Linked DNA regions of Gossypium hirsutum: region 1 is linked to region 2. Evidence: chromatin contacts called from public Hi-C data. All regions are on one chromosome and are shown on one strand. The core of a region is the stretch at or near the end of the contact, and the rest is flanking DNA. Distances in the headings are between cores, read along the strand shown. Region 1 has its middle 5.0 kb from the start of LOC121219407. Region 2 holds the start of LOC107956624 (DNA repair protein RAD51 homolog 2).

What was found. Hi-C and Micro-C count contacts between places; a contact is called where the count stands out from the background.
Region 1: a Hi-C map of leaf shows a contact between it and region 2, with 8 times the contacts expected there. The contact joins the enhancer-like site here to the promoter of LOC107956624 in region 2. A contact is called at or near these places in 17 of 34 Hi-C or Micro-C datasets (anther, callus, hypocotyl and 2 more).

The regions. Positions count from the first base shown.
Region 1 is chrD07:12,639,990-12,643,003 of Gossypium_hirsutum_v2.1, reverse strand. No RefSeq gene overlaps it. Among protein-coding and RNA genes, the nearest start is that of LOC121219407, 5.0 kb to the left of the region's middle. Within about 2 kb of position 1,508, at least 5 of the 9 cell types and tissues checked have an H3K27ac peak or open chromatin away from gene starts, as enhancers often do. A contact at or near this core is called in leaf, where this site is marked.
Region 2 is chrD07:12,590,238-12,593,092 of Gossypium_hirsutum_v2.1, reverse strand. LOC107956624 (DNA repair protein RAD51 homolog 2) reads left to right here and starts at 1,460. Exons shown (of 13, transcript XM_016892220.2): 1 at 1,460-1,593; 2 at 1,908-2,508; 3 at 2,595-2,708; 4 at 2,793-2,855. The coding sequence starts at 2,425.

The sequences.
Region 1 (3,014 bases), core at 259-2,758, 50 kb before region 2:
ATATTTGAAGATTAGCAAGTAACTAGATAATGAAATGATAGTAATAATGATGACATAAATAAAATACACAAATCGATATGTATATATAAAAAAATGAGTAATAAATAAAATAAATAATGGTGTAAGTTTGATTAAAAATTAAAAATGAATAAGCAAATAAATATTAATTGAAATATTTAATGAAACTGTTTTTTTAAAACAAATAATATATAAAAATAATAATTAAATAGGCTGAGGACCGAATTGAAATCGGGCTAAAAAATCAAGGTTTAAATTGCAAATAAATAAAACAGGGTTACCAGGGGACTGAAATGAAACGTGCGCAAAGCGCAAGGGACCTTCAGGAAAATATTTCCCAGTCCTAAAGCGCTGCGTTTTAACAAAGGGACCGCATATGGTCTAAGGACCAGATTGAAACGGAAGCAAAATTCGCAACCCAAATTTAAAAAAAAAAACAAAAAAAGGATCAAATTACACTATGTTGCAAAAGAAGAGGGACCGATTGTGCAAATAGCCTATTCACTGCAAAAACACGCGGATCCTGTGGGCTGCTGGGTTGGGTCGCAGGTTAGAGGTCCAAAATGATGTCGTTTTGGCCTTTGAACCCAACCCCCAAAACGGCGCCGTTTAATGCCTTATTTAAATCAATTTTTTTAAAAAAATTATTTTTGCAGTGTTTAGGAAAAAAACTTCAAAAACCTCTATTTTCTCTCAACCCCGCCCCACATCCGGCCTAGGGTTTTGGCCGTGGTCGCCGCTGTAGCGCTGCCGTGGCCGATGGCAGGTGTTGCGCAAAAAGGATTTTTTAGCCCTCATCGTGTGGCATCCTTGAGAACCCAACTCTCTCAACCCGCGGGAAACAAAAAAAGGGTAACTCTCAAACCGCTTTGGACCCGAATCGGCAATAGAGGAGAAGCCCTCCGACAGCACAGCCACGGTCATCCCTGGTGAGTCCCCTTTCCCCTTTTTTATTTCTTATTTAATATGCAAAAAAAACAAAAGATAAAAAAGAAAAAGAAAAAGAAAGCGAATCTGAGATGAAAAAAATCACCTTTTTTGTTCGTTTTTTGTTTTTATCTCTCAATGTTCGTAAAAAAACACAAAGATAAAGTTTAGGCTTTTATAGCCGGATACAACTTTTTAGTCCATTATTGCTCGCATGCCTCTCTTTTTTTGTTGTTGCGTTCAATTTTTTTGCAGGTGTCAGATGAGCATGGTGGTATGCGTGAGGAGGCTGGCGGTTGGGGGTGGACCTAGGTGCGGCGCATCTAGGGTTTCTGCCTTTCTCTTTTGTTGGAAATTACTTTAGGTTTTGGGCCATTTGGGCTTTAGGGTTTTAATTCTTATTGGGCTGCTAGGACCATTGTAATTTTGGGTTTAAATTTACTGTAAATGGACTGAAATAGTTATTATTTATTTTTGTTTAATTTTCGTCTGGGCCTGGGCAAATTGGGCCTATTACAATAGCTAAAGCTTTTTTCAAGAGTTGTTTACAACCAGAGGCGTGAGCAATATGGAATCGATCTTGCTAGGAATTGAGCATTGCATTTTTAAGGAAGCACATTTGCAGCTTACAATGAAGTACATTGCTGAAGAGATTTGGGTAGCATTGGAAGGAATGAGTCCTACAAAGGTTCCCAGTGATGACGGCTTTCCAACAATTTTCTTTCAGAAGTGTTGGAACATCGTATGTACAGAGGTAACTTCTTTCTGTTTGGAAATCTTAAATGAGGGTAGGGATTTGGAACTCTTAAATGTCACTAATGTTGTGTTGACTGGAGACGGAACGGCCAAGAGAACCAGATTGATGAAAGAAAGGTTTGAAATGGTTATTTGGGAGTTGAGAGGTCTCATTTCTCTGATTTTGGTAACTATACTCTCGGGCTTCTGGACTCGACAAGTCAAAGAAAATATTGAAAAAGGGAAAGTTGGGGACAGGTCATTAATGGCAGACTGGGGTTTTCTAGGCATTTATTTTGTTATTTTAATGTGTTTCCAGATTTTTCTTTTTGGTCTTTTAACGTTTGGGCTCCCGTGTTGGATTTTGGGCTGGTGGTCTTTAGCTCGGTTGGGCTTTTTCTTTTGTTTGGTTTTGTTGTGCTTCAATAATAGCATCCCAGTTTGATTTCAAAAAAACAATTAGTCTCTTTATTTTACATATATTAAAATTTATATTTAATTATTAGTATTGATAAAATCTTCTAGTGTGACATTTTGAAATAAAAAATACTCATCTTTTGTTACCATTTAAAAAATGATGTCGTGATAAATTTGAATTTAACAACCTTTTGACTTGCATTGTCATTTTATAAATCTTGTTGTACCCCTCCCAGAGCATGACACATGGCGAGCTGTTAGACAACTTCCATGAACCTTCCGTGGAGAATGGTCCGCTAGATAGTGCCATGTGACAAACTCATAGGTAATTTGTAGGAACCCCTCATAAGTTGTCTGCAAGGAACACTCCATGATCCCTAAATAAGGAACAGTCCGAGTAAGACCCCTCTTGAACTCCTAAACAATCACCTGTGAGACAGCACATAGTGCACCCCTTCCCCCGCTTGGATCACTTGAGGGCAACAACCTCGTAATATTAAGACCTAGCCAACTATACGACCATGATTGTCCCATCCATACTGTCATCTACATAGCATTACAGGACACAAAAGACCTTTTATATAGTCCAAAGATACAAATCACCAAAAATCACTTCCTTGAACCCAAGAAAAAACCTAAGCCTTTCTCCCTTTCCTTCTCTACTCTCTTAAGTTTCTTTTGACTTTGACTCTCAAATGGCACTTTTCTTCGCCACTTTTTTTTTATTTCATCTCCTCTTTATATTAACCATTTATATGATAATAAAGAATTATTTGATGAAATATGTTAAAAAGTTTAGGTAATTTCATGAGGTATATTTTTTTAAGAATTTTTAACCTGCCATTTACTATTAATAAATAGGTTTGTAAGTTGATAATCAAAAAGTTGGTTTATTGGAAGTGAAATAAAATTAATAA
Region 2 (2,855 bases), core at 211-2,710:
TTTGACGAGAAAAATTGGAACCCAATACGTTAGAGCTCAATTCTTTCGAAGATTCCAAATACCGAACTTTGCGTTATCTCGAAAGTTTTTGAATGAATTGGTTTTGATACTTAAACCATATTAAACACGACTTTTTGAGCGAATAAAGCGCGATGGAATTTCAATGTACAATTCGAAATAATAATTCGTAAGCCAAAATATACACTAATGAACACAAATAATCAATCAACACAAATAATTAATGCAATGCACATAAGAGTAATACCCTCACATCGTATATTATGCTAACATTCAAAGGCTAATGAATTAAAGGTCAATCAAAGCACCAAACAAATTAACACATGAAATTGTACAAGTTTTTAAAATAACTTAATAATTATGAAAAAAGAGAAATTATAATTAATGAATTTAAAATAAATAATATACATATGAAAATTTGAAATAAATTAAAAATATGGTTAAAAAATAAATACAACATAAAATAATAGTATCCAAAAAATTTTAAATAAATATCATATAAAAAGAAAATCAAATACATAATATACATATATTAATTTAAATAAGTAATACATATGGGATGAAAAACTTAATATAAATAATAATATATGTATAAAAAGAGTTGAAATAAACTAAGTATATAATAAAATAAAAGTTTAAAAACAGACATGCAGAACAATTAAAATAAATGATAAAACTAAATAAACAGTATGTAAACATGTTTTAAATAGTTAATATAAATCAATTTTAATGCAAATAGTATAGGTTAATTTTAGAATAAATAATATATAAAATAACTTAAAATAAAATAATATACAAAACAACTTGATGTAAATAATCTAAAAAGCAAGTTAAAGTAATCATATATAAGTTTAATATAATATATATAACAGAAATTTTAAATAAAAGAAATCAACAATAACTAATTTTAAAATAACATATAAAATAAATGGTTTAAACAAAGTAATATGTATATAAGAAAAACTATGAAAAACAATATTTAATATTTAGAATTCAATAAAAATTATAGGAAAATAGATCAATAAAGCTTAAATAATTTCATTGGGTAAGTAGGGATTAAATTGAATTTAAAACATAATCAGGAAAAAAACGAAAGTAAAATAAAGTTGAAGGGCCAAATGAAGCGTGCGCATTTCACAGGGGACTAAATGGGAAATATTCCCTATCCCTCAAAACTCATCACAGCAATATGGGCCAAACTGGGACAACATCAAAAATGCGGGGCAAATTTAGAAAATAAAGGAAAACTGGATTAAAACAATGAAATAAATCAGGAGGATTAATGGCGCAAATATTCCCTCCGAGACCAAAGCGCGCGGATCTGGTCGTGCTCGGGCCGGGTCATCGGGTCAGTGCCAATATGGCACCGTTTTAGAGCCACTGAAACGGGCACTAAACGGTGCCGTTTCAACCCCCTATGAAAGTCACCACAAACCCTAAAAAATTTAACCCCTAAACGATTTTAAAACAAACATAAAAAGATCTCCTTTTCTCTCCGCCGCTGCACAACCCGAACCCCATTCAACTCCATTTCGGACGAAATCAACAGGGCTCCGACGACGCGACTTCGCGAAGGTAAGAACCTCCTTTCTCCTCCTCTTTTATTTTCGTTTGGTGCTAAAGAAGAAAACAAAGAATCCAAAAAATAAAAGGAAGAAAATGAAGAAAATCACCTCTTTGAACTTTTTGATTTTTTATTGCTTTCTGATTTTTTTTTATAATGTTCGTGCCCCCTTTACAATTTCTGATATCTGGCCTTATATTGCCAAAATTACAACAAAATACATATTTTTCCTTTTTTATTTGCTGCTATTTTTTGCTCATTTCTGCTTTTTGTTGTGTCCTTTTTCTGTTTCTTGGCCTTCTGTTGTTTGTTTGTGACATTGTAGGTACAGGGCACTGATGTGGCGGTGTGTGTGAGGAGGCCAGCACGTGCGAGGGGAGAGCCGAAGGTGATGTGTTGTGAGGCTGCTGCGGCGCTGGGAGGGGGGTTGTTGCTAGGGTTTCTTGATGCCGTGTGTTATGGTGTTGGGCCAGGGTATTGGGCTTAGGTTTAGGCTAATTGGGTTTAGTGTTTGGGCTAGATTAATTGGGTTTAGTGGATATTTGGATTTTGTAATCGGGTTTGAGCTTAATTTATTTTGGTTTGTAATCTGGACATTTGGACTTTTAATTTTTTATTTGATTTATTTATTTGTGATTTTGGGCCCGGGCAAATTGGGCCTATTATAAAGGCTATCCAAAATAACCATTTTGGGTTTCAAGGATTTCACTTCACTGGCAATGGGCCCAAACAACGGTCTCTGACCAAAAATAATGGGCCGACTCACAAAAATAAAGCCCAAATAAAAGCAATAACGGTTAGTAGCAGACCATAATTGGCGGGAAATATCAGCAGAAAGGGTAATGGCGAACAAGCTGATCAGCGAAATCCCACTTCCCAAATCCATCGCCAATGTGTTCTCCGCCCGTAATGTTTCTACTGCCAAGGTTTTTTCTTCTTCCTTTTCTTCTTTTATTTTTGTTTTAAGCTCTTCAAATTCAGTGATATTTTGTAGTAAAACTTTTTTTTGAAGGACGCTTTATCTTTAACGGAATTTGAGTTAATGGAGTTGTTAGATGTGGGATTAACGGAAGTAAGATCAGCATTATCGCAGATCAGTGAGATCGTTGCTCCACCATATCAAACTGTAAGTGATTTTTTTCCTCAATTAATTGGGGTTTTTTTTTCTTTTTAATTTCTAACAGATTTAGGGATTTGGATTGATACCCAGGCACTTTCTTTAATGGAACAAAGGTTTCAAAACGAGCACTTGGGAGGCCATTTTCCAACAGGC